Linked DNA regions of Mus musculus: regions 2, 3, 4, 5 and 6 are each linked to region 1. A link is a contact called in public HiChIP or PLAC-seq and promoter capture Hi-C data. All regions are on one chromosome and are shown on one strand. The core of a region is the stretch at or near the end of the contact, and the rest is flanking DNA. Distances in the headings are between cores, read along the strand shown. Region 1 holds the start of Tmem222 (transmembrane protein 222). Region 2 holds the start of Phactr4 (phosphatase and actin regulator 4). Region 3 holds the start of Ubxn11 (UBX domain protein 11). Region 4 holds the start of Dnajc8 (DnaJ heat shock protein family (Hsp40) member C8). Region 5 holds the start of Eya3 (EYA transcriptional coactivator and phosphatase 3). Region 6 holds the start of Xkr8 (X-linked Kx blood group related 8).

Region 1 (3,747 bases), core at 426-2,925:
TTTTCTTTTTCTTTTTTTTTTTATTTATTACGTATTTTCCTCAATTACATTTCCAATGCTATCCCAAAAGTCCCCTATACCCTCCCCCCCAGATTTTTTTCTTTTTTAATGCATTTAAGTATCAGGATCGCCGGGTATGGTGGCCCACACCTTTAATCCCAGCACTTGGGAGGCATGGGAGGCAGAGGCAGGGCGAATTTCTGAGTTCGAGGCCAGCCTGGTCTACAGAGTGAGTTCCAGGACAGCCAGGGCTACACAGAAACTCTGTCTCGAAAAACCAACCAACCAACCAAAAACAAAAACAAACAAAAAAAAATTATCAGGACCGCAGGCTTTTGGCAAGTTACTATTAAAGGAGACTCATTTCATGGAAGCAAACCTTCTCAAAAGCATAGCTTTTGCCTTCCCTAAACATTTGTCCACACCTTCTGTTGGCTAATAGTCTTAGGTGATGAGGAATTGAATCTAGCTGTACTAAGCCATAGCTTCTAGCCAGAATGAAGTGCTTAGCCCCTATCTGACAGGTCTGCTTCACCTGCAGAAACAATATGCCTGAGTATGGAAAACAACCCCCACTCTGGTCCCAGTCAAACCATACACACACACACACACACACACAAAGAGGAGCTGTAACATATATATATCTCCTCCAGCCCGCTGTTCCAATAAAACAGTCTCAGTCTCAGCCTGTTGAAACAATCTGTTTGCCTTTCTGCCTCATTTTTCTTACACCTTCCTATAGCCTGGTTCCCTTCTTGTCTTCCAAACCCATCCCACCCACTCCTCACCGCATAACATTCCACTTCCATGTCTCTCTGATTATCCCTCTGAAAAATCAAAAGATTCCAAGACTGGAGCCTGGCCACTTTGTGTTCTTGAGTGTGATCTTAGACAAGTGCTAACTGCCGAGTTTTCTATAAAGCAAAAAAGGACCTGGCTTAGTGATGTACCCTTTTAAATCCCAGCACTTGGGAGGCAGAGTTAAGAGTTCAATGTCAGCCTGGTCTACATAGTGACAGACAGGGCTACATAGTGAGACCCTGTTTCAAAACAAAAACAAACATGTGCCCCAAAACACGAACAATAAAGAGATTTAGATAAGTCTTGGATGATATTCTCTACTGCACATAGTGACCTCAAGTTTCCTGTCTTGGCACTTCTGCATCCGTGCTCTCCCCAGGCCCAAGGCTGCTCCCTCCCATACACACCAAGTGTACGTGTCTCCCATACACACCAAGATTTTAGTTTGACCTCCCTTTTTACACCATCACGTAACAGACTATTATGTAACTCATGCCACAGACTAAAAAGGACAAAGGAAATCTACAAAGACTTGCGTTTGAATCGTTGCTCACTTCATTTCTAAGAGCCTTTGTCTCTGATTTGTTTTCTGGGGGAAACAACTAAATTTGCACGTCTAATCAGTTTATAGACAGTAGTACCAATGAATATCACATGCTTGGCACCTAAGAAGTGATCAATAAAGAGTGCCTGCACCACGTGCCGGCATGCGGAACCGCGGTTGGTTGTGGGTTCCCGGGGCTCGACTGAGAGCTTCCTGAGGTCCACGGAAATGCTCCGCTACAAACACGGGAAAGAGGCTAAACTAGCCGGGCCCAGAAGGACAAGGCTCCAATTCCCCGGGGGAAGATCGACCGAGAGGACACTCCGCCTCCCGGAAGTGATGACACAGGGGCGAGCGGCGGCGCGGTCGGCCTTCCCGAGCGGGACGCGCGCGGGATGGCGGAAGCGGAAGGGAGTTCTCCGCTTCTGTTACAGCCGCCGCCGCCCCCTCCTCGGATGGCGGAAGTAGAAACGCCGACGGGGGCCGAGACGGACATGAAGCAGTACCACGGGTCCGGTGGCGTTGTCATGGACGTGGAGCGGAGCCGCTTCCCCTACTGCGTGGTGTGGACACCCATCCCGGTGCTCACGTGAGTGTCTTCCGATGTCAGCGCGAAGTCGCCGAGGGCCCGAGCATCCTCCGGGGTGCCATGCTAGCTTTTTTTTCCCCAGACTTGCAGCAACCCGTACTCCGGGCCAGGCTAGCCCCCAGTCCCCTAGAGCTCTCGTCACCTATGAGGTGCGCGGTCCCCTTGGATGTGGGGCATAGTTCCGGCCCTGGTTCCCCCAGGTCTAACTGGAGAGGAGGAGAAGTGTAGATCAGCAGCAAAGATCTGGTCATTAGCACGCCCTTAAGCTGCAGGCGTACAGAAAAGACCCTTAATCATTGTCTGAAGAGGCATCGTCATTCATTCCCCGTTGGTTTTTGTTTTTGTTTTTTCACTCATTGAGCAAACGAGCGCGTACTTGTCGTCTGTTATGCACAAGACGTTTCGCCTTTAGAAACAGAACTGAGTGTTTGATCGAAGCCACACTGGTTCGTGGAATGTCAGCATTGGGAGGTCCGTGCTGGCGTTTTTCCCCCTACATCATTTGAGTTACAAAGCAGTCTCAGCGACCTAGGTATCTGCCTCCCAGTGGAAGAATGCAGCTTACAACCCTCCTACCTTAATCCTAACAGTCTGGACAGTTTACAAGCTTTATTTTCTGTAGTAGAAATCCCCTTCCCCCATGGGGAAGCTGAGTTCCTTTGTAACATCGTCTTGGTCCGTTGACTATCCCAGCAAGAAGATATTCAGAAGCCAGTTAGTTCACTGACTATATATAACTCATCTTTCAGCTGTGGCATCCTACCTCTCACCTGAGGAGGTACTCTTTTCTTTCCTTCTATCAAAATCAGCTACCAGGCACGGGGATCCATACTTTTAACCATAGCACTTGGAGGCAGAGGCAAGCAGATGTCTGTGAGTTGGAGGGCAGCCTGAATTATATGGTAGGAGTTCCAGGCCAGCCAGGCATGTATAGTGAGCCCCAATCTCAAACAAACAAACAAACAGAGCCAAGTTGTGTGGAGAAGGAATATTTTTAGTCTCAAATGTTTCTGATCTTCAAATCATTTTAATCTTTCGATTTTGTATTTATTTATTTTATTGGTTTTGACTGAGACATGAGCTTGATATGTAGCCCTGGCTGGTCTGGTATTTATTTCGTAGCCCAACCTGACTTTGAACCCCTGTTCCCCCTGCCTTCTGTGTTCTGGGACTACAGGTGTATGCCATTTCATCTATCAAATGACCCTAATTTTTAAAGTATGTAAAGCTACTTGGGCCAGGGTGGATGGCTCAGTCAGTAAAAGTGCTTTCTGTGAATAACCTGAGTTTGGATCCTTGTTAACCATGTAAAAAAACCTTCATGCAGCAGTGCATTGCCTGAAGTCCCAGAGCTGAGGAAGTGGAGGTGAGAGCATCTCTGAGGCTTGCTGGCTACCTACTCCTGTCAAGTCAATGAGAGATACTGTCTCAAAATGTAGAGGGCAGGGGTGGTCCACACCTCTATTCCCAGTTCTCAGCAGGCAAAGCCAGAATGGGGGTCTGTGACGGTGTTGAGGTCTGTGACGGTGTTGAGGCCATTGTAAGCTGCAGAGGAAGGGCCAACCTAGGGTTCCAGAGTTAGACACTGGATCCAATTCATTAAAATTTCCTCTTAACACGTTTGCTGACTGACTCCTTGTGGTCTGTAGTAGCAGGTGTAAAGCCTAGCTGTCCGGTGTGCCGCGGCAGGGTGTGCCGCTTGTTTCCAGGTGTTGATGGGAGCCGTAGAGGGTAAATAAGTAACTGACGGACAGGAGAACTCCAGATGTGGAGGAGAGCTGTGAAGAGAATGGGCTGTCACTGTGAAAGCGGC
Region 2 (3,747 bases), core at 417-2,916, 860 kb after region 1:
CTATGTTAATCCTGCTCTAGAACTTGTCTTTTCATCTTATTTTATCTATTTTAGAAGGGCAAGCAGAGTTCACTGAGAATTAATGAAAGAGCTCCTTGAAGCTGAAAAGGAACCTGCAAATGACTTGAATTTACCTTTTTGTTCTTTTTTTTTTTAAGATTTATTTATTTATTGTATATGCGTACATTGTAGCTAAACAGATGGTTGTGAGCCATCATGTAGTTGCTGAGATTTGAACTCAGGACCTTTGGAAGAGCAGTCTGCACTCTTAACCGCTGAGCCATCTCACCAGCCTACATTGTTACTTTTTAAATATTTATTTTTTATTAATTCCAGTTGTGTGTAGGTGAGTATTTGCATGCAGTATGTGCACATGAGTGCAAGTGCTCACATAGCCAGAGGTTCACAACCCTTGGAGCTGTAGTTAGAGTTGTGAGCTACCTGATATATAGTGCTGGGAACAGAACTCAGCCCCTTTAAAGAACAGCAAGTTCTTAACCACTGAGCCATCTCTCCAGCCATTATTATTATTGTTGTTGTTGTCATCGTCGTTGTCACTGTTGTTATTATTATATTACCAGACAGCAGCTGGCTGGCCTGCATTGGTTTTTGTTGGGTTTGTTTGTTTTGAGACAGGGTCTCACTATGTAATTCTGGTTGGCTTGGCCTGGAACTTTGTAGATCAAACTGATTTTGAACTCAGCAATAATCCAACCCTTGTCTCCAGAGCATTTAGGAATACTGGTGTGTGACACCACAACTGGGTTGTAATTTATTGCTTTTTTTTTTTTTTTTTTTTTTTGGTTTTTTGAGACAGGGTTTCTCTATATAGCCCTGGCTGTCCTGGAACTCACTTTGTAGACCAGGCTGGCCTCGAACTCAGAAATCCACCTGTCTCTGCCTCCCAAATGCTGGGATTAAAGGCATGCACCACCACTGCCCGGCGTATTGATATTTTTAATGTTATAGATTGCGTATTTGAAAGGTATAAGTTTTTCTATGTTTCCCTCTGTATGTATCGTATGTATACTTTTCCGTCTAAGATGGGTGTAACCCATGGGTTTGGCATTTAAAAAGATCCTCCAGCAGTGGCAAGAAGGGGGTCTGGAGGGTGATATAGCCCTGGAGGTTGGAATGAGTGCCACTTAGAAACAGATGGTGGCTTCTACTAGGTAATCGTTAGTGGGAAAAAAATTTAGTTGGGAGGGGGGGGGTGTAGAATGTCTGCGCTTAATAGGCTGGGTTCTGTACTTTCACAAAACACCGCGGGTAACTTGTTTGTAAGTTTTTTGCACTTAAAACTGGTTATCAATAGTTTGAAACAAACTGGACTTCTTTTGTAGAGCACAACACACACATCCTTTCTTGGGCATCGCCGGGAGAGTCTGTTCCCGAACGTGTCCTCCCAAGTCCCGAGACCTTCCCCTTGCTCAGAACTGGGCAAGGTGCCCAAATCCGTTTATATGCAGTGCACCGGACTCTGGCGGCGCATGCCCAGATCGGCAGAGTAGGGGTCAGGCGCCTCGCAGCGGAGGGCCGGCAGTTCCCGCCATTTTGTCCCGCTCGCCACACCGCTGGCCACTGCAGTGGACTACAAGTCCCGTGAGGCTCCGCGGCGGCACTTCCTACCCTCCTCACTGTCCGGCCCGCTCCCTCCGCCCCCCCTCCCCTGGGGCCGAAGGCTCTGGCTGGAGCCAGGCGGCCAGAGACCAGGTAGGATTTCCGGGAGAAAGTGCTGGGGAACCCGAGGAGGCAGCGGCGACTTGGGTAAGTTCCCCAAACTTGGGAAAGTGAGCACCTCCCGCGCGCGCGCAGCAGCGGCAGGCTCGGCTCGACTAGGGGTCGCGGGCCGAGCCTGGGTGGGGGGTTAACGGCGCCCGCGGCGGTCAGTGCAGCCAGGGCGTGGCGGGCGGTAGCCTCCTCCCTCCTCGGCCCTCCCACAACGGTCCCGCGGCGGTGTCCCCGCCTGTGGCCGGCCGGCGCACACTCGCGCTCTCCGCCCCCCAGCCTCCGCGGGGCCCTTTTGTCTGCGCCGCTTTTCCCCCTTTTGTGGCAGTGCACGGAGTCGCGGTCTCCAGGGGAGCCCGCACGTCCTGCTGGGGACTGCGCCCTGGGGATCTGGTTACTGTAACTGGATCGGGTCAAAGTCCATCTTTCAAAAGTGACCTCCCTCAGACCTCTGCATCCTGGCTGAGCAGAGAAGAGACTTAGGAGTCTGGCATAGTTTCAGTGGAAACCTGGAAGTTATTGTCCAACTTCTTTCTTAAATGTCAGCCTCCGGTAGCTAGGGATCAAAACTCAAGGCGCTAAGGCGCTTTTCTCCTCCAGTGGATGGAGTCTAAGAAAAAGAAGTGAGACTTGGAGCCTCAATCCCGGAAACCGAGAAAGAGTGGAAATTTGCTGCGATACGTGTGGCAGCTGGGATGGAGGGGTTGGGTGATTGTGGAGTGTGTGTGTGTGTGGGGGGGGGGGGGGGGTGCGGCGGCGGCCGCAAAGAACTCAAGCGAATCATTGCCTCGGAAACCTGAAAATTGGAGCAGAGTGATTACCAGGACATCATTCATTGCCTGCAGTCTTCGGCACTTCATTTTCCCACGCTGCTCCTCGACTCTCCAGAATACATCCCTTTCTCTTTTTTTAAACAACAACTCCACAAAGAAAAACTCAGCTCACTGAAAGCACCTGCTTTGTAGAAAAACCTAGATACCCAGTAGATTCTAGAAAGCATTAAAAAAAAAAAGGTTGAAAAAAAAAAGGCGATAAAATATGTATTTACTGGACACCGATGAATTGTGTGGATTTGATCCAGTTTGGTTAGATAGTGGTAACTGTATGTTCCGTCGAAGAACGAATCTTGAGACTTAGCATAGGGGTAAAGCTTTTATAAAGGCCAAGGTAGAGATCCTTTGAAAAATCGATTAGTATTTCAAATTCCTTGAGTGAAGACAGTTGGGACTCCTTTGAGTCAGGAAAGGTGTTTTGAGACGAAATTTCCACCCTAGACATGTAGGCAAAGCCTTCATTATTCTGACATTTCATAATGGAAATGACTTTGAGACTCTTAGGTTGTGTTAATGTATCAAGGTGGTAGATCTTTAATACAGGCTGTCAGTTGTCTATCCTAGTTGGAGTGGCACATCCCTGTAACCCCAATACTCTTGCGGCTATGGCAGGAGGGGGAGCATGAATTCAAGACCAGCTAGGTCTATGTAGACCTATTGTAGACATGATCTATTGAGACCTTGTCTCAAAAAAAGAAAGTTTCTTGAATGTGTCTGGGAGGGTGGGAAGTGGGGACAGTACAGCGGTGGCTTTAGAGAACTCTGTGGAGTTGGTTCTCCTACTTTCATGTGGGTTCCTGGAACAGAGCTCAGATGGCCAGGCACGCACGGCAAGAGCCTTTACCATCTGAGTCATTTTGCTAGCCCACAATTTTTTTTTTTTCTGTTTTTTTGTTGTGCTGGGAATAGAATCCAGGGTTTTGACCATGTGCAGCACGTGCCTCTAGCCCCAGCTATTCTTCAGTCACTGGGAATAGGCATTTATTTATTTCCTTGAGATTGGGTCACTCTGGGCTTGGGCTTTCCACCTGCCTTTGCCTTTCCAAGTGGTAAGATTATTTTGGTGGCACCACCGCACCTACCTCTTAAGCTGTGAATTTCTAGCAGGATCACTACATTCTGGCTTATTTACTCAAACAGGATAGTGGTGTCCATGTTATTTTTGAAAGTTGTATATGTTGTATAA
Region 3 (3,747 bases), core at 880-3,379, 820 kb before region 1:
TACTCACATACATAAAATAAATAAATAAATCTTTATAAAAAATGACTAGAATTTACAAAGTGCAGAGTGATGTGCGGGCTGTATCAATTCTGTTATCAGTAAAACCACCACAGAAAAATCACTGCCCCAGAGACTCACCTCCTCCATCTTCCCTTCTTCATGGGACCCATCACCCAAGGGCACCGTTTTCCTCTCTCTAGCCTCTCTCCATTCTATCAGCTCCCAAACCCTTCAGGTCAAATGCCACCCTGTCTCTGCTGTGGGTTCTTTTCTCCTGTGACACAGGACAATTCTTCGGGAGCTTTTACACTGCCCGTCCTGTGAGCCCTGGGCCCTGTGGATAAGACCTAGCTAGTGCCTTCAGTCTGGGGATTTCTCCTGGGCACCACTGTGCCTTCTCGCTCCCCTGGGCCAGAGATATTTTCTTGTTGCTGTTTTGGCACTGGGGGCTGAGAGGATCTACCGCTGAGCAAGACACTCGGTCCCTTTAAATTTGTTTATTGACTTTGAAGATTTATTTATTTTATATATGAGAGTACACTGTCACTGTCTTCAGACACACCAGAAGAGGGCATCGGATCCCATTACAGATAGTTGTGAGCCACCACGTGGTTGCTGGGAAATGAACTCAGGATCTCTGGAAGAGCAGTCGGTGCTCTTAACTGGTGAGCCATCGCTCCAGCCCCTTAAATTTATTTTTAGTTTTTCTTTTCTTTTTTTTTTAAAGATTTATTTATTTATTATATGTAAGTACACTGTAGCTGTCTTCAGACACTCCAGAAGAGGGAGTCAGATCTCGTATGGATGGTTGTAAGCCACCATGTGGTTGCTGGGATTTGAACTCCTGACCTTCGGAAGAGCAGTCGGGTGCTCTTACCCACTGAGCCATCTCACCAGCCCAAAATGTGTAGCCCAGGCTGGCCTCAACCAGCGAGACAGGGTTTCTCTGTATAGCCCTGGCTGCCCTGGAACTCACTCTGTAGACCAGGCTGGCCTGGAACTCAGAAATCCGCCTGCCTCTGCCTCCCAAGTGCTGGGATTAAAGGCGTGCGCGACCATGCCCAGCTTGAAATAAAGTCTTAAGCTTGAAAATGGCTCAGAGGTTAAGAGCAATTGCTGCTCTTGAAGAACCTCGGTTTGGTTCCCAGTAACTGCATCGCAGCTCAGAACAGAACCTCTTGTAACTCCAGTTCCAGGGACGGTGATGCCTTCCTCTGGCCTCCTTTGACACCAGACATGCATGTGGTACACATACACACATGCAGACACATATATGTATGAAATGATAATAATAAATATATAATATATATAAAGGTCTTTGCCCCCACTGGCCTTGAACTGGCTCTAAAGTCCAGGCTGACTTTGAACATGTGCTCCGCCTGTTTCAGCCTCCTGAGTAGCTTTACACGTCTGCAGACCACCAGGCCCAGCTTCTATTTTGTTTAGTTATTTGTTTTTTGTTTTTGAGACAAGAGTCTCACTCTGTTAAACCAGGCTGGCCTCAAACTTTGCTGGGATTAAAGGTGTGAGCCACCACTCCTGGCTTTGTTTTATTTTACTTTTTTTAATTTAAGGTAAAGTTTCGCTGATTTACCCTGGTTGGCCTGGGACTCGCAATGTAGCCAGATAGGCTTCGTACTCCAGTCCTCTCTCCTCGGCCCCTACATAGAGTGCAGGCCTATGTCACAACCCATTAAGTCTGTAAAGATACGGTTGTCGCCTCCGGTGAGGGTTACAAACGTGTCCTTTGTTTCTTCATCTGAAGGACCAAACTGAGTGCTGCCCTAGGCAGTTATCACTCGACACACCAGGCGACAGCCTGATAGCTGCGCGACATCCTCCTAATCCTTTGCTGGGCACGTTGGCACTAAGAAGGTTAGTGCGCCCAAAGCCCGCCCCAGGATTCCGCCGCCTGTCCCGCCTCCACGCGCGGACACGGTGAGTATGGTCCCCACTTCCCTCCTGAGCCAAGTCATGCATGTCGCCGACCCTCGGAGTCAGGACGAGGGCCGCGGCCTGCGGGAAGACTTAGCGGGGCAGAAAGGCCCGGAGATGGCACTCACCACGGGGCCAGCGAGCCGTCCCGCGGCGCCGCCATCTTGTTGTCTCGGGGTTTCCCAGGCGACCAGGACCCGAGCACTTCTCATTGGCTAATTCCGAGAGGCTCTCTAACGAACCAGAGGGCAGTGAAGACGGGCATAGGGTTGCACGTGAGACTTCAAATCCCAGAATGCACCGCTCTAAGAGGTCAGAGGGCGTTCTTGAGGCCGGGTCTTGAGTTCAAGAGATTGGTCCCTAGAAGCCTCTAGACCTGAAGATGTTGAACCCGACGTTGTCAATATTGTGCTATTTGATCTTGAAGAAATCATGTTTCCTTTGTTTTCCCACCTGATCATGCAAAGATGAATGGAAATGATGCAGGTGACTTAATAAATATTTAAATCTCATTTCCCCCCTCTAATTTATGGACTAGATGATGCACTGCAGGAAAGTTCTAATTCTAGTTCCTAAGTAGAATAATTGGGTGACCCTTCACTTCCAGTATGACGAGTAATTTCCCCTCCCTCAGCCTCATAGCTAGATGGCTCAACGGGTACTAAGTCTTGGTCTTACTACCAAGCTGAAGACCAAGTTCGATCAGGTCACACATGGCAGGAGAAAACGGCTCCTGGATCTGTCTTCCGATTTCTGCAGGAGCACTGTCCAGATGCAACACGAAATAAGTGACCAAATAGATATTAACTGAAAACTAAAATTATCCTAATAGCACCAAAGTACTAGAGATACTTTAGTTAGGACTGCACTGGGTCCTCACCTGTACAGACAGGGTAACTTTGAGCACATTCACATCTCCTTTTCTTCGCTTGTAAAATGAAAATACGGCCTACCTGACAAGGTTGCTGGGATTGGCCATTAGGAGGGTAATGCAAAGTACTTATCAAACACCTCTATAGATGTTTTCAAAATATTTCTTGCCAGGTGGTGGTGGCACTTGTCTCTAATCCCAGCAGGAGACAGAGGCAAGAGGATCTCTGAATTCGAAGCCAGCCTGGTCTACAGAGTGAGCCCCAGGACAGCCAAGGCTACAGAAAGAAACCCTGTTTAGAAAAACAAAACCAGGTCAGGTGTGGTGGCTCCCGCCTTTAATCCCAGCACTTGGGAGGCAGAGGCAGGCAGATTTCTGAGTTTGAGGCCAGCCTGGTCTACAGAGTGAGTTCCAGGCCAGCCAGGGATACACAGAGAAACCCTGTCTTAAAAAAAACACAAAGAAAAAGAAAAACATAGAGCCGGGCATGGTGGCACATGCCTTTAATCCCAGCACTTGGGAGGCAGAGGCAGGTGGATTTCTGAGTTCGAGGCCAGCCTGGTCTACAGAGTGAGTTCCAGGCCAGCCAGGGATACACAGAGAAACCCTGTCTTTAAAAAAACACAAAGAAAAAGAAAAACATAGAGCCGGGCATGGTGGCACATGCCTTTAATCCCAGCACTTGGGAGGCAGAGGCAGGTGGATTTCTGAGTTCGAGGCCAGCCTGGTCTACAGAGTGAGTTCCAGGGCAGCCAGGGCTACACAGAGAAACCCTGTCTGGAAAAAAAAAAAAAAAAAAGGAAGAAGAAAAACATGAAGACTCTAATCCAGAGGTCTCAACCTGTGGCTTGTGACCCAGTTTGGGGCCCCATACCTGATATCCTGCATATTAGATAGTAGCAAAAATACAGTTATGAAGTAGCAATGGAATAAATTTACGG
Region 4 (3,747 bases), core at 721-3,220, 740 kb after region 1:
TTATGGCTTACAGAAAGTGAGGTTTCCAATTACCTAACTTGTTAGAAATTTACCCTATGTCTGACTCACAATCAGAGGTCGAGAGGATTCCCAGATACTAAACACAACTACCACCAGAGACCTATATAGCTGCATGTGGGTACAATTAATCTATCTTTTTTTTTCTTTTCATTTTGAAAGGCAAAATGCACACTGAACCATGACCTATGAGCAACATTCAACACCATTATGAAGGACTTACGAGGTGGCTCAGTTGGTGGAGTTCTTGCCTAGCATGCACAAGATCCTGGGTTTGACCCTTGGCAAAAGAAAACGGCTGGGTGTGGTGGCTCATTCCTGTACACGAGCACTTAGGAGGCTGAAGCAGGAGAGTGAGCCCTAGTTCCAAGCAGCCTACACTGCGAAGTGAGTAAAGCCACCTAAGCTTCATTGGGTACTTGTCTTAAAAACAAAAGGACAAGCAGGGTGATGGCGGCAACCATCTTTGACAGACACGGGTGGGTGATCTCTGTGAGTTCAAGGCAAGCCTGGTCTACAAAGCACCAGGACAGCTAGGGTTGTACAGGGAAACTCTTGTCTCAAAAAGCCAAAACTAAATTTAAAAAAATATAATAAAAACACAAGAGGGCTAAATCAGAGTCCGTGCTGATTGTCAATGTTGCACCGGGAAGCACAGGCCTTTCTTCTCTGTTTCCTGCCTGAGGATGTCAACTGCCCTGCCTCCATTTTCCACCAAGATGGACCAAAATTTCTCCAACTGTGAGCAATGCAAAATATGCTAACAATGTGAAGGAAAAAAATATTTCCTAACATAAAAAAAAAATTTTTTTTTTGTTTTTGTTTTTTGAGACAGGGTTTCTCTGTGTAGCCCTGGCTGTCCTGGAACTCATTCTATAGACCAGCCTGGCCCTGAACTCAGAAATCCGCCTGCCTCTGCCTCCCAAGTGCTGAATTAAAGGCATGAACCACCATCGCCCGGCTTACAAGTATTCTTATAAGCACAAGAGATAATGGCTCTGGTCCCAGCACTTTGGAGGCTGAAGCAAGAGGGTCCAACCTGGGCTACCAGAAAGTACTTAATTCGAAAACGACTGCTTTATAATTTTCAAGCTGCTTTTTTATACACGAAACCCTTTAATCGTCGTGAAAACTCTTACAATGTTAACTTGCCAGTGTGGGAACTGATGTCTTGAAATTTCAACAGCAGTTAGGCTAATTGCCTTGCGAGAACGCAATATGTGGGCCTCTGACGCCAGATAGCTAACTTTAACTCAGTTTATTCATTCATTTAATCAACGGATATATGCGAAACATCCACCACGCATTAGGCACTGGCGATGCAAATGTCAACAAGGCTCAGAGCAAGTTCACTCCTGTCCTACCTGACACCAAGAACGTATGCACCCTCTTAAGAGGTTCGTCATGTTAAAGATGGAGGGTTCACATACGCATTCTTGTCCCGATGAACAGTGCTCAGCACTGATAAGACCGCAGAAATCGCCACTCGCACAATTCATGGCAGAGGAGTGGGACAAGGGCCTCCTTCCTGTTTACAAATAAAAGTGGGTGCGCCGCAGCTCGGCCTCCGCCAGCCGGAGACTCCACCGCCAGCAGGCTGCACCGCGCGACCAGCAGCTCGCCGGGCCCCTCTCCGGGTCTGGGTCCACAGGCCCAGCCGCCCCGCCGCGTTCCGGGGACCTCAGTAGCCACAGTGGCGGTCGCGCATGCACTCCGCAGCCGATCCGCAGTCCCCAGGCCAGACGGCGCGGGCCAACGGTCCCAGGAGGCGCCTCGCCGGCCCCAGCCGCGGCGGACGAAGCCGGAGCACGGTCGTCCTAAGGCCACCATCCTTACTCCGGGCTCACCTCACTGTAGAAGGTCATAAATGCCTCCTCTGTGCTGCCTCCGCCACCCGAAGCACCACTCTCTCCCGAAGCCGCCATTTTCCCGGCTAACCACCACGTGACCGTTCTGCGCAAGCGCAGCCTCACGTAACCACCCAAGCCCGCCTTCCCGGACTCCCCGCCCGCCAGCTGAACTTAAAGGGGCCGAGACCTCTTTTTTTTTTTTTTCGGTTTTAGTTTTGGTTTTTCAGAATAAGGATAAAGTTTCATAGTGTTGCCCTGGTTGTCTCCAGTCTCTGACAGAAAGAAATCTGTTGTCTCTGGATATACCTATTATTATTCTGGACATTTCCCATGGATGGAATCTACTTATACAATTCTTATTTAGGTTTTTTTCATGTGACAGTTTTTTGGTTTTTTTGACCCAGGATTTCTCTGTGTAGCCTTGGTTGTCCTGGAATTCTCTCTGTAGACCAGGCTGACCTCAAACTCACAGAGATCTACATGACTCCCTGGAGTGCTGGAACTGGCCTGGGTAACCACCATGTACCAGTTTTTTAAGAGTTTATCCCAGTGGAGCCTATCCTGGTACTCCAGAGGCAGAGGTAGGCAGATCTTCTGAGTTTGGGGCCAGCCTAGTCTCTATAGTAAGTTTCAGGACAGCCAGGCCTGTGAAAAAAAAACTGTCAAAAAAATTTTTTTTTTTTTTACTGCATTTTATGGTGGCATCCAATTCCTCAAAGGTATGTCTATGCTATGATTTGTTGACCTCTTCAGTAGTTCAACATTTGGGGTCTTCTCACCTTTGGACCACTGTGAAATAGTATTATGAAGCTGGACATATGCCTGTAACCCCAACTCTGGGGAGGTGGAGACGGAAAGATGAGAAATTGGCTTCTTCACTGCGAGTTTGAGGCCATCCCGAGTTACAACAGATCTCATTGAGGTAGGGACAAAATCGGAAAATGGGATGGAAGCAATTATGAGCATGCATGTATAAGGATCTGTGCTTGGAGTTTGTTATTTAATTTTTAAAATTATACTTACTTATTAGTGGGGGCACAGTGTCACAATGCACATGGAGAGGTCAGGGAGAACAACTTTCAAGAGTCCGTTCTCTCCTTTCACCATTGGGGCCCAGCACTAGCCCTATGTGTGGGGGGCGGGGGGGGTGCGGGGGGGGAGTGTATGGGGGGGTGTGGGTGTTTATTCGTTTGTTTCTGAAAACAGGATCTTGTTATGAAGCCCTGGCTGGCCCAGAATTCCCTTTGTCGAATAGGCTAGATTAAGCTAGATTAAGCTCTTCCTGTGTGCCTCAGGAGTGCTGGGATTACAGGTTTGTACCACCAGTTCGCTTGATGTTCTTTTCAGTGTCCTTGTAGCCCGTCACCAAGTTATTAGGTCCATTCACCGACACATTGATACAGTTCAAAATTACTAATTCACTACCTACTAAGGCTCTGATGGCTTCACAAAGTAAACTGTGAGAAAGAACTCAGAAGCAAGGATAAAAAAAAATTGCTGTCAGGATGACTAGGAAGGTCAAAGAAGGGTTTCTCTGAGAAAGTGACATTTAAGGTGAGAGAAGGCACTGCAGTGGCAATATAACCAAAGAACAAGAACACCTCTTAAGAGATAAACACGATTTCATATGTATAAACAGAGGTTTGAGGTCGATATCCAGGCTGTCGGCATCCTAGGCATGGCTACCACAAACTTTGTGTTTCCCCAATCTATTCATGTCCATAGGGCTTGCCATCGTGTACATTTTTAATAAAATCGACCTTTGGACGGAAATTGTGCAGTGGGAGTGAACGAAATGCCTCATTCTAAAGAGACCAAAAGCCAAGATTCATCTTTTGACTTCGCTCTGTAGACTCCTGGGTCATGATGCGTTAGAGCC
Region 5 (3,747 bases), core at 835-3,334, 640 kb after region 1:
TATATTTAAACTCTAAATTCCCTTTGGTTATAGGCTATAAAAACCTCACCAGGTTCAGACTGAAAATATGCTTAAAATGCAATCGAGTAGGCCAGGCATGGTAGTGTGTGTCTTTAATCCCAGCACTGCAGAAGCAATGGCAGGCGGATCTCTGTAAATTTGAAGCAAGCCTGGTCTACAAAGTGAGTCTAGGACAGTCAGACAGTCAGAGGTATATAAAGAAACAAAACAAAACAAAAAACCCAACCCTGCCCACCCCAAAACTATCAAACACAGTGGAACAGACCTGTAATCCCAGAGTCTAGAAGGCCAGAGGATCACGAGTTCAATGCCATCTCCAAACTACATAGCAAATCCCAAAAGTTCCAGGTAACAGCCTAGGGTCAAAACACACCACAAAAACAGAGGGAAGGAGAGGAAGACGGTAGTGGAGGGGTGGAAAGGAACATAAAGTTCAGAAATGAAAAAAAGTTGTGCACCAACTATATATGTAAAAAAAGAAATATTCGTCAAACCTCGAGGTAAAGAAGTCAACGGAGCAGCTACGATTACTGGGGTTGTTGCTGGGAAATGAGGAGGTCAGGCTGAACAAAGGCTCCTCTTCCCAGTTTGTGTAGGTGCAGGGGAGGACAGATAAATGTTCATAGGGGCTTCCCTGGCCAGGTTAATCCTGAAAGCCAACCAGAAGGGTCTTTCTCTGTGGCATCTAGGACTAACATGGCCAAGCTCCAAAGTCCTTTGCTAAAAATAGGTGAAGGGAGTGGCCCAATTTTGGAATATGGCAGTCTATGTTCTATTCTCTTATGTGTATATGAGGGAGAACTGTGCCAAGAGGAACCAATAATAAACGCGGTTATTTGTTCTGTACATATTTAATTATTAATACTGAATTTTAGACTGATCACGCACAAAATGACGAAAAGAAAATGATGGTTGCAATGATATGCTACAAACACCCCAAAAACCGGAAGGGAGGAAAAAAAAAGAATTATCCAAATTTGTACCTCTAGATATACCTTAGATCACAAAATTTGAGAAACAGGACATTAACCATTATAAAGTCTAACCCTTTTCACATTATAGATGATTTTAAACCTCCAGAAAATGTAAGATAAGATGTCTTAAATTTTAAAATGCTAAGATCATGATTTCTAAACCATGGTAGCAACACTAGAGAAAAAGAAGTTAAAAAGAACGTTCTAAGAAACAATGTCTGGCTTATAAGGAAAATGATATTACATTGGTGAATCTTGGCAGAAAACAGCAACACCACACCACATCACAGTCGTTTAAAAGTTTAGAAACCCGGAGTCCTCTAACTTTAAATCCATGCAGAGTGAAGAACATCCGCACTTTTGCCTCAGCTGTGCACATCCATTCTCGTGGGACAGAGGACTCAAAACAGACAGGACGAAGACCTGTCAATTCAGGAGATCTCACAAGCCCGCCAGCGAGTCCGCCACCTGTTCGCTGCTGCCCAGAGAGCCCAGCAAACTGAGGCAGTGCGAGGACCTGGGGACGCCTTTGTTGTTCTCTAACTGGGGAAGCGACCTCAAGTCTAACCTCGCGCCTCCAAGCTGGAGCAGTCGGCCAGGATCTGGACTCGGAGGAAGCCCTCTCGCTCTGAAAGGGCAGGCGCAACACTCTTGTCATCTACCAGTCCCTGGAGGGGGGAAGGGTCACAGGCGAGGAGGGCTGGGGGACAGAGCCGAACCCCAACGCTCCGGGTGGAAAAACAGTGGATCGGGAAGAAGTGCTGAGAGAAGGGGGAGGCAGAGACCCGGCGCCTAGGCGAGAAGGGGCGAGGCCAGAGCGACGCCCGGGAAAAGCTCGAGGGCAGACCGGCAGGCAGGGACGAGGGGGACGGTGACGGGACCCCCTACCCAGCACGACCAAGGAGGACCTCTTCAGCCGGGACCCCGAACGCTGCACCCGAGCCACCGCGCTCACACCCTGGCGGCGGCGGGGACTCACCAGACGGCTGCAGACACTGCCCAGCACGACATGGGACGATTACGGACCCACTCTGGAACCAACAGAGTGGCGGAAACCGCGGCGTTAGCGTGACCCGGATGCGCATCCCTAGCCACCGGAAGTAGATGCGGGACCGCCTAACAATCCACACCCCGTTCCGACAGAACCCAGAGGACCAGTCAATCGTCTCGGGGCGGGGCAAGGCTTAGGTCCCGCCCACCTCGCAGACCCAGTTGCGTGATTGACTCCCTGGATCTTACGCACGAGATGACTTTCCGAGGATGCTGGTGCTGCTAAATTGCCGCCGCCTTCGTGAAAAGTACTCCCGCCCTCCCCAAAACAAAGTCAGATCAGGCTGATCTCGAACTGGGGACCCTCCTCCTTCAGCCTAGGGCTTGTGCCTCCATGCCCAGCCACCGCTCTCATCTTTGAAAGTAAGTTCTAAAAAAAAAAAATGTGTGTGATTCCTACCGTAAAGGGACGACGAAGTTGAAAAATGTTGACTGCAATTGGTCGAGTTAGAAAGACTAGGAGAGGAAAAATGGATGGGAACTTTTGAAGACACTTGAAAGGCTAACTCAAAGTGAACATTTCTATCCGAAAATTTAGTTTATACCTAGTATTATATTACACTTGCAGCTGCCTTCATTTTGTGCAAATTGTTTTCAGGAACATTTTGTTGTTTTTGTTTTTGTTTTTGTTTTGGTGTGTGTGGGGGTGGTTTTTTGTTGTTGTTTTTCCAAGAAAAGTTTTTCTCTATGGACCTTGGCCTAGAATTCCCTCTAAAGATCAGACTGGGCTCGAAATCAAGAGATCCACCTTCTTAGCTCAGAAACATTTTTTAATGCTTCATTAATTCTAAAATACAACTCAAGTGTGGACGAGGAATGGAGTTGAAGACAGGCTTTGTATAGTTGTCAGTGTATTCAATTCCATTCATGTTTGAAGGGAAAGACCCTCAAGAAAAAAAGACCCAGGCTGGTGAGATGGCTCAGTGGGTAAGAGCACCGGACCGCTTTTCCGAAGGTCCAAAGTTCAAATCCCAGCAACCACATGGTGGCTCACAACCACCCGTAATGAGATCTGACTCCCTCTTCTGGAGTGTCTGAAGACAGCTACAGTGTACTTACATATAATAAATAAATAAATCTTTAAAAAAAAGAAAAAAAGACCCAGAATTACAAATATTAGATTAACCCACAAAGTTTAAAAAACAAAAACCTAGCTTTTCAATACAAATAAAAATAAAAGATTTTTATTAACTGCTTCTATTTCAACAATTTTCTAAGCAACTACTTTTTGGGGAGCGAGCATCTTAACTGCTCTTTCTCACACATCACACCTACTTAGCACAATCAGTAGATGCTGTCTTCAAAGTCTTTGCAGAATCGGACCATTTTCCACCTGTGTTGGTATGAACCACAGTCAGTATGTAATTCTGAGGGTCCCATTCATGTTTGCTACCCTATACTCAATACAGAAGAGAGCCTCCCGTGAAAGCCTTAATCAGATCGTGTGCTTCTTCCAATGGCTCTGTCTCAGTGTGAACACTAAAATCCTTACATCACCTACAGGACTCAGAAGACTTTACTCTTCGAGTAGAACTCTAACCTACTTTGTCCTACCTTCCTTCCACTTACAACAGACTGGCCTCTGCTGTTCTCCCAGCCTGCAGGCAGGCTCTGGTGCTGTCTGCTTTCTACTCCCTCTACCTAGAGTACTTTTCCCTGAGACAGCTCTTTCTTTCACCTTGTCACCCCCTTTACATCTTCG
Region 6 (3,747 bases), core at 846-3,345, 550 kb after region 1:
TAAGAGTCTAGCCTATTGTCTACACGCTCGATTCACTGCTTTCTCTGTACCCTGGAAAGTCACAGGACTGAGGGGACTTAGTGCAACAATGCCATGTGCCTGGCACATGCAGGTCCCACCCATTCACCCAGCTCCTCTTACCGGCCTGTCTGAAGGCACTGCTGAGTCTTTGAACGGGAAACCTTTATCAGCTACAATTTCATAACATCCGCCAGCCAGGCAACCCCCACCCCCACCCCGCTGCCGCCTCCCCCACCTTCCCACCTCCTCCACCACCATTTTTATTCCCCTTCACTCTGTGAAGATTTCCTGAGCATTAGAGCGTCTGTGAAGAGCGCGTGGTGCCTACCAGTTTGGCAGAACAGGAAACTCATACCCGTAGTGAGGTGAACATTCTGCGTCCTAATCCCGCCCTGCCCCTGAAAGCTCGCAGACCCCGAGAAGGCAACATTACTTTTGCAATGCTGTGATTGCTATACCAACCTGTGAAGGCCTGGCAGTTAATGGTGCCGAAGCACTGTGGCAATGTATCAGGAGCCCCTCATATCGCCACTGGGCAGGATCCAGAACCAGGTTCAAAGGTTTCCTTTTGCCAGCTGGAATCCACTACCTAAAAATGCTACAGTGGTTGGGAAACAAACATTCAAAATGAAGGGAGGGGGGGCGGGGGGGCACTTCAGATTCAAACCATAACGACCTCTTTAAGGCCTCCATGTCTTCACCAGGAAAATGGGGGTTCAGATGCAGTCACCTCATTGGAACCAAGCTCAGGGTAACAAACAGCGGCTGTTTGATCGATTTAGAGCGCCTGGGGAGAAGTTGGGTTGTGGGCAGAACGAATCAACTGCTCGTTGCTGACATACCCTGCGCCTCTAATCCAGGACTTGGTGACTTACTTCTTGAACCTGAGGCAGGCGAATGTACAAGAGACCCCACGGTGGGAGCAGGAGTACCGCCTGACGGAGGCCTACCAGGTGCCGGATGCCAGCGTCAGCTCCATGCACACGGCGCTGACCCGCATTGCCAGTGAGCCTCACATCCTGCAACGTTATTACGTCTATAACTCGGTCAGCTACAACCATTTGACCTGTGAGGACAGCTGCCGCATCGAGCACGTTTGTGCTATACAACACGTGGCTTTCAACACTTATGCTACCTGCTTGCATGGTCTTGGTGCCAAGCTGGTGCCTGGTTTCCTGCTCATACTGACTCTGCTGCCAAGCCTGCACGTACTGGAGGTGTTATGACTGTAGGCACTGCCAGCCCACCCACTGACTTGGTTCATCTTTCTCCTGGTAAAATTGGGCAACGTTACCCAATGGAGAGAGATGAACTTTTGCCATCAGTCTCCCCCCGCGGAGAGTAAAGTGGGATGGGACACCTGGATTCACCAGAGAGGGCGCTAAGAAGCACAATTTCTTCCAAGTTTCATGTTTTATCCACAAAACTTGTTTGCGGTACATGTCTTGGTGCATTATTCGCTTTAATACAAACATATCAAACCACCATGAACTTGATCACCACAGTGAAGTGAGCCGACGGGAAGATGGGCCTTGGAGATTCTGTGCTTTCGATGTAGTCCCTGCTCAAGGTCTGAACTGGGAACGTACGTGGTGTGCAAAACCCCTTAGTACTTTTAAATAAAAGACTTTTTTGATTTGGTTTTGCAACAGTGCAACCGTGAGGGATCACAGCTGCGGCCGGTAACTCTAAGGCTCTAGTCTTTCTTAATAGCCACTCTTGTTTCCTTGAGACTCAAAAGCAGAATTCAAGCCGGGGGTGGTGGAATCCCAGCACTTGGGAGGCAGAGGCAGGCGGATTTCTGAGTTCGAGGCCAGCCTGGTCTACAGAGTGAGTTTCAGGACAGCCAGGGCTATTCAGAGAAACCCTGTCTCGCAAAACAAAAACAAAAAACAAACAAAAAAGAAAAACAAAACAAAAAGCAGAATCCAAACCAGTAGAGGCCTAGCTCTGCACAGGGCAGGCTGGGGGCGGGGTCTGGGCGGTGGGGCCAGTGTAGGGGCGGGGCCGCGGGCTCGCTCCACCCCGGACGGGGCGAGATGGGGAAGTTCCGCCCAGCAGCCCAGCCTCCCGGACGACTGCCCCGCCCCCTTCCTGCCGGACTAGCGGGGCGGGAGGGCAGGTCCGCGGTTGTGTGGTTGCTTGGAGAGGATCATGCCTCTGTCCGTGCACCACCATGTGGCCTTAGACGTGGTCGTAGGCCTGGTGAGTATCTTGTCTTTCCTGCTGGATCTGGTCGCTGACCTGTGGGCCGTTGTCCAGTACGTGCTCCTTGGCCGTTATCTGTGGGCCGCGCTGGTACTGGTCCTGCTGGGCCAAGCTTCGGTGCTGCTGCAGCTCTTCAGCTGGCTCTGGCTGACAGCTGATCCCACCGAGCTGCACCATTCGCAGCTCTCGCGTCCTTTCCTGGCTCTGCTGCACCTGCTGCAGCTCGGCTACCTGTATAGGTGAGTGCCCGGCCCTTTGAAAAAGTGGGTTGACAGCCATCAGAACCAGTTCAGTCTTCTTTCCTTGGGCGGAGATGAAAACACAGGGCCAGGAACAGAGGAAGGGAACATCAGGGTCTTGGAGTCAGAGATGCCCCTCACCTTTCTTGTTCATTTCTGTCTTCTGCGAACGTTTGCTTCCCCGTCAAGGACTGAAGAGGGTCCGGCTTGACTCATCCGTGTCCCCGGAGTCAGCCAGGAGTAGACATAGACTGGTTCTTGGAAAATATATGTGGATGGTGTGTGCTTTTCTCAACTGGGAAGGACCCAGGGTCAGTCTAAAGTGAGGACAGTGAGACAGACAATCCCTGGCGCAAGTGCTGGCCTGAGAACTTTTTCTTCCCCGCCTCTCCCCCGCCCCCAAACTGTGACTAGTCCCTTGGGTTGTTAGATAGGAGAAAGCGAAATCAAGGGCTCAGAATCTTGTGATGAAGGCAGGGCTTCATGGTGTGGGTGAGGCTGGGCTAGGGTGGCCGGATCCGGAATCTTGTGGAAGTCTCAGATCTTGGGAAAGCTGTATATAGTCTCCAGCTTGCGGGGAGGGACCTCTTGAATGTTTGCATTTTGCCTGAACAATTGTATCATCTTGAGTACAGCTCAGATGACTGCGAAGGAGAGTTATTACAGGCAGGCCCCAAGAGAAGAAGGTGTTGGATCCCTTGGAGTTACAGGCGAGGCACCTCATGTGGTGCTGGGAGCCAAACTCTGGTCCTCCACAAGAGCAGTGGATGCGATTAACAGCTAAGCCCTCTCTCAGGCCCCTCCTGTTTACTTCTTAATTCCATCTCCCATCTCTGAAATGGGGCTCTTGTGAGTAGGTAGGACAGGGTTGTGATGCGCCTGGGATCGTACCTGACCAGCAAGAGTAGAAGTTGAGTTTGCCCCACTTTACGGACGAGGAAGCAAGTTCCATGAGGTTAGTTAGGTGGCTTGCTCCAGGTTCCGTAGCTTTTAAGTGACAAGCTAGGATTGAAGTCTGCCTCTGTGCACTCAGCTGTAGGAGATGGACGACGTCACAGAAGGTTGACCTGGCCCTCCGGGCACCTGTGTGTCCTGCCTAGGTGTTTGCACGGAATGCATCAAGGGCTGTCCATGTGCTACCAGGAGATGCCATCCGAGTGTGACCTGGCCTACGCAGACTTTCTCTCCCTGGACATCAGCATGCTGAAGCTTTTCGAGAGCTTCCTGGAGGCGACGCCACAGCTCACACTGGTGCTGGCAATTGTATTGCAGAATGGCC

Evidence for each region. Promoter capture Hi-C pulls out the DNA fragments that hold promoters and counts their contacts. HiChIP or PLAC-seq counts read pairs in DNA pulled down with a chosen protein or histone mark. Capture Hi-C pulls out chosen DNA fragments and counts their contacts.
Region 2: a contact with region 1 is called in an HNF4G HiChIP or PLAC-seq map of pancreatic cancer cells. The contact joins the promoter of Phactr4 here to the promoter of Tmem222 in region 1. A contact is called at or near these places in 1 of 115 datasets of contacts at active chromatin or transcription factors (pancreatic cancer cells) and 1 of 9 other capture datasets (adipose tissue).
Region 3: an HNF4G HiChIP or PLAC-seq map of pancreatic cancer cells shows a contact between it and region 1. The contact joins the promoter of Ubxn11 here to the promoter of Tmem222 in region 1. A contact is called at or near these places in 3 of 115 datasets of contacts at active chromatin or transcription factors (memory CD8 T cells, microglia and pancreatic cancer cells).
Region 4: a promoter capture Hi-C map of pancreatic islet shows a contact between it and region 1. The contact joins the promoter of Dnajc8 here to the promoter of Tmem222 in region 1. A contact is called at or near these places in 1 of 39 promoter capture datasets (pre-B cells) and 2 of 9 other capture datasets (liver and pancreatic islet).
Region 5: a promoter capture Hi-C map of fetal liver shows a contact between it and region 1, with 2.9 times the contacts expected there. The contact joins the promoter of Eya3 here to the promoter of Tmem222 in region 1. A contact is called at or near these places in 3 of 39 promoter capture datasets (fetal liver, liver and pre-B cells) and 1 of 115 datasets of contacts at active chromatin or transcription factors (bone marrow-derived macrophages).
Region 6: a contact with region 1 is called in an HNF4G HiChIP or PLAC-seq map of pancreatic cancer cells. The contact joins the promoter of Xkr8 here to the promoter of Tmem222 in region 1. A contact is called at or near these places in 1 of 39 promoter capture datasets (cranial neural crest), 3 of 115 datasets of contacts at active chromatin or transcription factors (large pre-B cells, pancreatic cancer cells and trophoblast stem cells) and 1 of 9 other capture datasets (embryonic stem cells).

The regions. Positions count from the first base shown.
Region 1 is chr4:133,275,718-133,279,464 of GRCm38.p6, reverse strand. Tmem222 (transmembrane protein 222) reads left to right here and starts at 1,675. Exons shown (of 6, transcript NM_025667.3): 1 at 1,675-1,934. The coding sequence starts at 1,741.
Region 2 is chr4:132,420,365-132,424,111 of GRCm38.p6, reverse strand. Phactr4 (phosphatase and actin regulator 4) reads left to right here and starts at 1,666. Exons shown (of 13, transcript NM_001161797.1): 1 at 1,666-1,767.
Region 3 is chr4:134,100,965-134,104,711 of GRCm38.p6, reverse strand. It overlaps Ubxn11 (UBX domain protein 11), which reads right to left and starts at 2,129. Exons shown (of 15, transcript NM_026257.3): 1 at 2,064-2,129.
Region 4 is chr4:132,533,782-132,537,528 of GRCm38.p6, reverse strand. Dnajc8 (DnaJ heat shock protein family (Hsp40) member C8) reads right to left here and starts at 1,970. Exons shown (of 9, transcript NM_172400.3): 1 at 1,866-1,970. The coding sequence starts at 1,943. It overlaps Atpif1 (ATPase inhibitory factor 1), which reads left to right and starts at 2,115. Exons shown (of 4, transcript NM_007512.4): 1 at 2,115-2,790; 2 at 3,594-3,747.
Region 5 is chr4:132,637,383-132,641,129 of GRCm38.p6, reverse strand. Eya3 (EYA transcriptional coactivator and phosphatase 3) reads right to left here and starts at 2,084. Exons shown (of 17, transcript NM_210071.2): 1 at 1,975-2,084.
Region 6 is chr4:132,730,894-132,734,640 of GRCm38.p6, reverse strand. Xkr8 (X-linked Kx blood group related 8) reads left to right here and starts at 2,095. Exons shown (of 3, transcript NM_201368.1): 1 at 2,095-2,468; 2 at 3,569-3,747. The coding sequence starts at 2,176. It overlaps Smpdl3b (sphingomyelin phosphodiesterase, acid-like 3B), which reads left to right. Exons shown (of 8, transcript NM_133888.2): 8 at 882-1,675. The coding sequence ends at 1,247.